Regions from separate parts of the Mus musculus genome. Here region 1 is linked to region 2. Evidence: chromatin contacts called from public Hi-C data. All regions are on one chromosome and are shown on one strand. The core of a region is the stretch at or near the end of the contact, and the rest is flanking DNA. Distances in the headings are between cores, read along the strand shown. Region 1 has its middle 54 kb from the start of Gm17619. Region 2 overlaps Bcas1 (breast carcinoma amplified sequence 1).

The links. Hi-C and Micro-C count contacts between places; a contact is called where the count stands out from the background.
Region 1: a contact with region 2 is called in a Hi-C map of the C2C12 cell line, with 1.8 times the contacts expected there. The contact joins two enhancer-like sites. A contact is called at or near these places in 5 of 484 Hi-C or Micro-C datasets (the C2C12 cell line, CD8 T cells, cardiomyocytes and 2 more), 2 of 115 datasets of contacts at active chromatin or transcription factors (embryonic stem cells and pancreatic cancer cells) and 2 of 9 other capture datasets (adipose tissue and liver).

The regions. Positions count from the first base shown.
Region 1 is chr2:170,245,364-170,249,746 of GRCm38.p6, reverse strand. No RefSeq gene overlaps it. Among named protein-coding and RNA genes, the nearest start is that of Gm17619, 54 kb to the right of the region's middle. Within about 2 kb of position 1,901, at least 106 of the 459 cell types and tissues checked have an H3K27ac peak or open chromatin away from gene starts, as enhancers often do. A contact at or near this core is called in the C2C12 cell line, where this site is marked.
Region 2 is chr2:170,402,185-170,406,399 of GRCm38.p6, reverse strand. It overlaps Bcas1 (breast carcinoma amplified sequence 1), which reads left to right. Exons shown (of 13, transcript NM_029815.2): 4 at 1-126. Among named protein-coding and RNA genes, the nearest start is that of Bcas1, 24 kb to the left of the region's middle. Within about 2 kb of position 2,474, at least 16 of the 459 cell types and tissues checked have an H3K27ac peak or open chromatin away from gene starts, as enhancers often do. A contact at or near this core is called in the C2C12 cell line, where this site is marked.

The sequences.
Region 1 (4,383 bases), core at 652-3,151, 160 kb after region 2:
TTTTCTTGCCTCTGGTTGGTGGATTAGAAAAGAGGTTTAACCATTTAAAAACTCTAAATAAAGTAGGTTTTGAAAAAAAACAAAACAAAACTAAGCCTACGGGAACTGAACTCTGGTTCCCTGCAAGAGGAACAAGTGCTCCTAACCACTGAGCCATCTCATCAGCCCCTGAGATAGTGAAGACCCACTGGGTTGCACACAATGACTTCACTAAGTGAGCAGATGCAAGCATTACATAACTTGTAAAGCTCCGTCTCAGGAATACAGCGAGACCTGAGGAGGAACCAAAGCAAGGAAAGAGAAGGGTTAAAAAGGACTCACTTGCCGGGAGGTGGTGGCGCACACCTTTAATCCCAGCACTTGGGAGGCAGAGGCAGGCAGATTTCTGAGTTCAAGGCCAGCCTGGTCTACAAAGTGAGTTCCAGGACAGCCAGGAATACACAGAGAAACCCTGTCTCAAAAAAAAAAAAAAAAAAAAAAAAAAAAAAAGAATCACTTGGCAGGTCCCTGCTGCTCACTCTGCCTCTCTTCATCCCTGCCCTGTCCTTCCTGCAACATGCATGGACCAACTCTCTACCACAGCATTGTCTTGGTGACAAACATCTGCCCCTCTGCCCCAGACTTACATACTACAGCCTTGGTCATACAAAGACAGAGAGACTGGCAATCCTTTAGGCAGATTCCATTCTCCCGAAAAAGGAGAATCCAGTGCACTAGCTCCCAGCATCCGTCAGCCATCGACAGCAAGGCAGAGCCATGGAGAACAAACACAGAATCTAAGAATGACTTCTTTTGAGACCGTAGACCTGGGCCAAGCAGGGGAGGGTGGAAGAAACTCATGAGTAGGGCTGATCATCTGATGGTGAATCTCTTAAGTGTATTTCCCTCCTTGTAAGAGGGGCAGTGAGATTGGGACTGGAGACGTAAGTCGGGAGCTTGCCAAATATTCATGAGGTCCCAGATCCTAACCCAGCACCATAAATAATAATCATAATCAGCATCATGACAATAATAAAACATCAAGTTCCTTCCATGGAGAAGGCTTGTCAGCAAGCTTGCTTCCCTGTGGTCATCCCTTTTCCTGGGAAACATTCCTGGATCCCCCAGGATCCCTCAAGATGACAAGGTTCCCAAGGGATTCAGCAACCCGACCTTCCCTGCACTTCTTCCTTGGCCCCTGAAATGCTGGCAATATCCCCACTAAAAATCATCTCTACAACAGACGTCCATTTTCAAATTGTGGGCTGCCTACTTCATTTAAATTGCTTTCTGTTCTACCTTCCTCGGAGCCCACAGGCATCTCTTGCAGACCAGGATCTTGTGCTCCTTGCCAGCCCTGTATGTCTGGCTCGAATTAAACTTGTGACCACCTAGTGGCCTCACAGAACTTCCCAGGAACTGCCGTCTGTCCATCACCCACTGCAGGCAGCAATAACGGATGTCGGAGTCCACACCAGTTCCTGGTAAATTTTCTTATTCCTTCCAGCCCTTCCCATGAGGCTTCAGGGACCGCTGGGAATCCTGAGTCTCTCATACAAATATTTGATCTCCCAGACATTTCACCAGTGGGTCTTCCGTCGTCAGCACTGAGTCAGCAGAGTGTCCAGAATAGATCAAAGACAGCCCCACAGTCTGTCATCGAAGACCTCCTGAGTTGCTCTGACTCAACCGGGATGCTATGAATTTTGTCCCTAAGACAGGAAAGGTGGTTGCCCAGATTGTTCTGTGTTTCATTTTTTTTAAAAAATAAGAACAGAAAAGATCTGCTAGGATCATAATCTAAGACATCAAGCATAGGGGAGCCCTCAGGAGCACTTCAAAGCAGTTAGCGAGGTGTGGTCATGTTTTTCTGCACCAGCTGGGAGGGATTCTGAGTCAGAGCTCCTGGATGTGTAACCAGGGTGGCAGAGCAATAAGAGTTACAGCTGGGATTCGAATGTAGGCTGGTGACTCATAGCCTAGAGGGTTCATCTCTATACTGAACCAGGAAGCTGCTTTCTTCTTCTTCTTCTTCTTCTTCTTCTTCTTCTTCTTCTTCTTCTTCTTCTTCTTCTTCTTCTTCTTCTTCTTCTTCTTCTTCTTCTTCTTCTTCTCCTTCTCCTTCTCCTTCTCCTTCTCCTTCTCCTTCTCCTTCTCCTTCTCCTTCTCCTTCTCCTTCTCCTTCTCCTTTTTCTTCTTCATCTTCTTCTTCTTCCTCCTCCTCCTCTTCCTCCTCCTCCTCCTCCTTCTTCTTCCTCTTCCTCCTCCTCCTCCTCCTTCTTCTTCCTCTTCCTCCTCCTCCTCTTCCTCCTTCTCCCTCTCCCTCTTCCTCTTCTTCCTCCTCTTGCTCCTCCTCTTCTTCCTCCTCCTCCACTTCTTCTTCCCCCTTTTGTTCCTCCTCTTCTTGCTCCTCCTTCTCTTGCTCCTCCTCCTCCTCCTTTTTCTCCTCCTCCTCCACCACTGCCACCACCATCATCATTCAAAAGGCCAGGAAGTGAATATCTCAGTTAGAGGGACCACACAGCCACACAGTGTGGGCCATGTAAACACTATATATCAATGGGTGAGGCCCTCTTCAAATACAATTTTGATAACAAAACAGGCAATAGAAATATCTAGTCCTAATCCCAGCATTTAGGAGACAGAGGCAGGAGGATCTCTATGAGTTCCAGGGCAGCATAGTATATATAGTAAGTTCCAGACCAGCCAGGGCTATACAGTGAAACACTGGAAGGAGTTGGAGGGTGGGGAGATAGAGGACAGACAGATGGACAGACAGGCAGAAAAAATTGGAGAAGGGAAGACAGACAGACACAGATCCTGTTCATTACCACAAAGCTATAAAAACAGGGAAAGGGGCTGCACAAACAGGGGAAGCAGGCACTGGGGCTGGGACTGTGTGTCAGGTTCTCAGAGGAATGACAGCTTGCTGAATGCTGCTGTTAGGGAGCTGGGGAAAGAGCATCCATGAGAAGAACAGGGAGATGCCAGGAAGGCTCAAAGAGGAGAGAACAGGGCTGCGGATGGAGAGTCATTGGTGCAGTTGGTAATTTCCAGGAGAGCCAGAGAGTGCTAACAGGGGCTTCATCTGCACAGCCAGCCTGCTTAGCCAACAAGCTATGAAGATGTAAATGAAAGCAGGGTCCTCGCCTCCCCAAGTTACTTCCTCTGGTTAAGGTGTCTATCACAGCACCAGGAAGGCAAACCAGGGCGCCCTCCTATGTCTTCTTGTCCCCTGAAAGGAAAAAGGAGTTTGTAACCAAAACAAAAAGCACAGAACTGCTCCTGAACCGTGCCATAGTTCAGTTTAAGTCACTGTCTTGACTCTGGGTGATACTGGGGTGACAGATAACGGTGCATCATTTGTCAATGCCTAAAGCTAAGAGGACGGAAAAGAAATCCTACAGGCATCCCCAACTTCCGAGTTCTCCGGCTTCCATGTTTCACGATGCCACTCTCACCCGCCAAATGATCGGGTATCCGGAGATGTGTCTCCTGACATCAGCCCCCACTCCCACGCTGGTGAGTCAGAACACTAAATTCATGAAGACAAATTTGATTAAGCTTCACGCTGTGGTGACCAACAGCTATTTTTCTTGAGGCATTGAATCCAAACCTCTCGGGTGTGGGGACGAATGAGCCAGGCATTGCTGGGCCAAGTCAGGGCAGGGCTTGAAGTATAAGTCTCAGCACAAGCAGAGAGCTCCTTGGTTAATCTTTTATTCAGGCACAGGTCCAGGGGCATCACTGATTAAATTTTTTTATTTGGGCACAGGCATTGTTTTAAGGGGTAATTACAGACAATCCATATACAGGCATGCCTGGGCAGCTTCTAAGAGGAAAACTTTAGACCAAATTCTGGATCCCAAAGAGATCCTCCCATTGATATGTTAATCATCTCCTGTGTGCCAGCCTGCTGCGAAGAGATACTTACTGGAACAAAGGAGAAGCCTGTGGGAGAATAAAGCGGGGTAAGTGGTCTCAGACTGTAACCCCTATCGATATTGACAGGAGCTGGAGGAATTCTGACCCATTCATGGGTTTAAAGGGACAATCAAGCAGGGTATGGTGGCTCATGCTTGTAATCTAGCCATTGAGGGGACCTGAGGTAAGAGGATTGCCAAAAGTTCCAGGCCAGCCTGGGTATTTAGTATTAAGACCCTACCTCAGGAGGGGGGAAAAATGAGGCTGGAGAGATGGCTTAGCTAAAAAGAGTGTGTACTTACTGTTCCTGCAAAGGACCTGAGTCCTGCACCCAGCACACAGCACACAGCACCCACCGCACTGCCTGTAACTCCAGCTCCAGGTGACCTATTTAGGCATATTCACATACACAGAAACACAAATACATATAAATAACAAGAAGGAGAAGGAGGAGGAGGAACAGGAGAAGGAGGGAGAGGA
Region 2 (4,215 bases), core at 1,225-3,724:
GACAAAGGAAGAGAAAGCGCGCCGGTGAACAGCCAGCCCAAAGAAGCGAAAGGCTCGGAAGACCCAGAACAGGCCACAGAGGCTCCTGCCGTGCCAGGGAATCCCCATGGTGTCTCTGCAGGGGAGGTAAGTGTGTGGAAGGCTACCAGCTTCCTCTCCGATGACAGCTTCTGTGGGAGGTGCTGTCGGGCGAGACCAGTACATGTCACCCTACAGTCACCCAAGGTCTAGACAAGGTAAGCTTCCACTACATTCCGCGTAGGCAGAAACATCCGAAGAACAAAAACCTCTGTAGACCCTGTTTTATGTAAAGAAAAAGAAGTGGTAGGTGACTTACACAGAGACAAATCTTGTCTCCTAATCCAAACCCAAGGTACAGGACGTATGTACAGGAAAGAAAGGCGCCGCGGTGGTTGGGGGGGGGGGGGGAGGGGCGGGAGGAGGGGGGCAGGGAGAAACATGACTTCTACAAAGCCTAAACACCAGGCTGCGGATGTAGATGGTGATCGGTGACTGCTTGCCCAGCAGACCTGAAGCCCTGGGTTTGATCCCCAAGGCTCATAACCCCCAGGGATGAAGGAAGGTTCAGGTATTTTAATCCCAGCACTTGGGACGTAGAAACAAGAAAATCTAAAATTCAAGGTCATCCTTGGCTACTTAAGGCCAGCCTGAGCTACAGAGGACCCCGTCTCAAAGGAAAGAAAATAATGAATCGTACAGTGACAGGGTCCAGGCAAATTTTCCAGACAGCTGAAACTGTAAAAAGGACAATAAGACTCATCTACTGAAGCCTCTTGCTACCGATATTTTTCTACGCCCATAAATTTGGACTCCAAGGTCTTCCCGGTGTCTGCTCCCAGACTGTGTTAGCTTGACATACAGTCCAATGAGCAGCATGTGGGGAGGGGTCTGGACTCACACTGTCAGCCTCACTGCAGAAAGCATCGTATCCTGCGCCAAAAGCCCTAAGCTGCTCTTCTTGGGGCTGTGAACTGGTCACCGATAGTCATGATGATTCCAGGCAATTGTTTACGCATTTCGTCAGTGTAGAGAAACTCTGGCTGGGTTTGCTTCGATGCCCCTGGGTGTTGAGAGCCATTCAGAGGTGGTAAGCTTCTTTAACAGTCAGAGGCTTTTAAGGCGTCTGACTCCAGAGCCCGTCCATCACCTGAATTAGGGAAAAATAGAGTTATTTAGAGAGAGAGAGAGAGAGAGAGAGAGAGAGAGAATGAAGAGCTCTGCTCTGCCCGTCTTTGCACGGTTGCCTAGTGACCCAGCCAAATCCTCCGTCTTAATCAAACAAACCAAACCAGCAGCCACCAGCTAGTTCTCTCGTCACAAACCCCAGCACACTCGTTCATTCTTTCAAAGAATCATTTTGAAGTGAGCCGTTTTGAAGTGTTGTTTTGCCTTGTCTGCCTCCTCCTCTGTTGGGCAGGGGTGAGGGACACCTTCGGAGACAACATGGGTGAGGGACACCCTCAGAGACAGCAGCTAGACTTAATGGCAGTTAATGGGTTTCCAGGTGAAACTGCCTTCCAGACGCAATCTGGGTTAGAAACATAGGAAGTATGAATGTAGTCTGGCCCAGGGGGATGTTCGCAGTTAAAACCATCTTTCAGAGTGCCCCACCCTCAGTTATAACATGTGTTTCTTCCTGGATAAAAGACCCTCTTGGCTACACTTGCCAAGGAAACTCCTGTGCTCAGCTGGGCTACCCTACAAATGTCCATGCTTTGGTTGGCAGTATCACTGAAATTTGAAATATTGTCTATCTTGTACTGTGCATGTCTACAACATTTTTTATACATAGTATGAGATAACCGTTTCACCTTCAGCCTACAAACACATGGCTATTTGAATGCATATATATGCACAAGGATTTTTAAAAGCTAAACAGAAAAAGAAAAAAAAAAAGAAGCCCTCTGATCTGTCAAGGTTTTCCATCTGGCTCCTATGGCCTACTTCAGTGTTTGGGGAGAAAACCATTGGTTTGTTTGTTTGTTTGTTTGTTTGTTTGTTTTTTAGTAGAGTGAGAAAAAACAGCTCTCAGAAAATAACATGAATAAAACTTCCCAATCAGTAACATTCTCTTGGATCTAGAGTACCGCCAGGGTGCAGTTGACCAGCATTGACTCAGAATTCTTCCGGGTAAATGAAGCCTTGGGTTCTGCCGAGTCAGCTGTCCCTCCCCCTCTCCCATCCCCCACAGTTCCCTGCCTCCACCCCCACTACCACTGAGTCCTCCTAGCTGGGTTTGGAATTCCAGCCACAATCCCACCAAGATGTGAATCAGGACAGAGGTAACTCCCCACTCCCCACCCCCCAAATCTCCTCCTGGGGGGGAAAAACACACAAATCTGTGTTTTCAGAATGACAATCTTATCTGTGTGGCTTATAAAACTACATTCAGACCATAGCATCATTAAAACAAGGCGAGGATTCATGGACAAGTGGGGCATTTACCACATAGGCCAAAGAAAAGATAAATTATAGGCCTGAAAGCTGACTGAGCTGTGATTCACACAAACCAACTGGCTGGCAGGGACGGGGCTTTTTTTTCCCCCTCTCTCTCCCCAAGTGAACCAGGGTTCTAAGATAAACATTTAATAGATCTCGCACGTGCGCAAAACGATCCTACAATGGCAATCTGGTTTTACTGCTCATAAAAGAAAACACTGGGTGTCTGTTTCTCTCTCAGTCCTTCCAGGGGTATCTTTGTGGTGGGCTCGAGGAGGAGCGGTCGTTGCCAGGAATGGTTCCTCAGGAACTAGAAATGCTTCTTTTTGCTTTATGAATTTATTCAAGTTCTGCGGCGCTTATTTAAACAGGAACCCTGTACAAGAAGAGAAAGATGGCTGGCTTTGGTAGTTCTAGCGTGATCTCATCGTATCCGTCTTCACAACCCTCCCCCCCCCCAAACTTTTCGTTACATTTATTATTTATTACATTTACATTATTATTTATTTGTGGGTTGTTTGTCTGTCTGTCAGCATGAGTACACGCATGCGTGTAGGTCAGAGGACAACCTGTGGGAGCCGATTCTCTCTTTCCACCATGTCGGTCCCTGAATCCGATCTCTGGTCATCAGGCATGGCAGCAGTGCACCCGGACTTGCTGAGCCCTCTCGAAGGCCCCAGCAGACTTTCCTAAGGGATGCCAGCTCCGGGCCCCCAGGTCACTCCAGCCACAGGAACCACAGTCTGAAGAGCAAGCCTGCTGTTTCCGCTCCCTGATCGCCTTCTTTCCAGCACTACGTTCAGAAACGCTGCTCTCCTGGGAAGAAGACAGGCGGACAGTAAAGTGGATGTGGTGGTGCACGCCTGTAATCCCAGCACTTGGGAGGCGAAGGCAGGAGAATCGGGTATTCAAGATTATCCTCTGCTACACAGTGGGCAGGAGGCTGGCCTGGACTACACAAGATCCTGTCTCCAAACCAAACCAAACCAAAACCAACAACAGCAAACAAACAACAACAAAAACTGGGACAGGAAATAAATTTAAATGACTGGGAGGAGAATTTGGAAAGCATTATCTAAAAGGACAAAATGTGTGTGTTTCTGTGTGTGTGTCTGTGTGCATATGTGTGTGCGTCTCTCTCTCTCTCTCTCTCTCTGTGTTTCTTTGCATAACACCAAGCAGTTCTTAGTAGGAATTCTTAGATCTCTCTCAGAAAACATGGCAGAGGAGAGTGCAAACGCACACACATATAAATGTGTGTGTATATATATATATATATATGTTATATATAATATACATATAAATATGTAATATATATTAAATGGCAGAGGAAAGTGGAAACAAACAAATATACATACATGCATACATACATATGTACGTATGTACATGTGCACGTGCATGTGTGCATGCATGTGTGTCTTTGTATTTTACGTGTCTGGGCGTTTGTCTGTGTACCATGAGCATGTGTCACCCTCAGAGCCGGAAGAGGGTGTCAGATCCCTGCCGCTGTAGTTACTGGAGTTTGTGAGCTGCTGTGTGGGTGCAAAGGACTCTTAACTGCTGAGCCATCTCTCCAGCCCTTAGACTTTTACATTTTAAGATTTATTTGATTTCCACTTGAGATCTGATCATTTCCCAGATAGGAGCATGGCTATCTCTAGGAAATTTGTTTCAACCCTGTGTGATGACAACACAATTAAAAAAAATTTTTTTTCAGTACACTTGTCTTTCAAATGACCCAGTTTAAAGTTAATT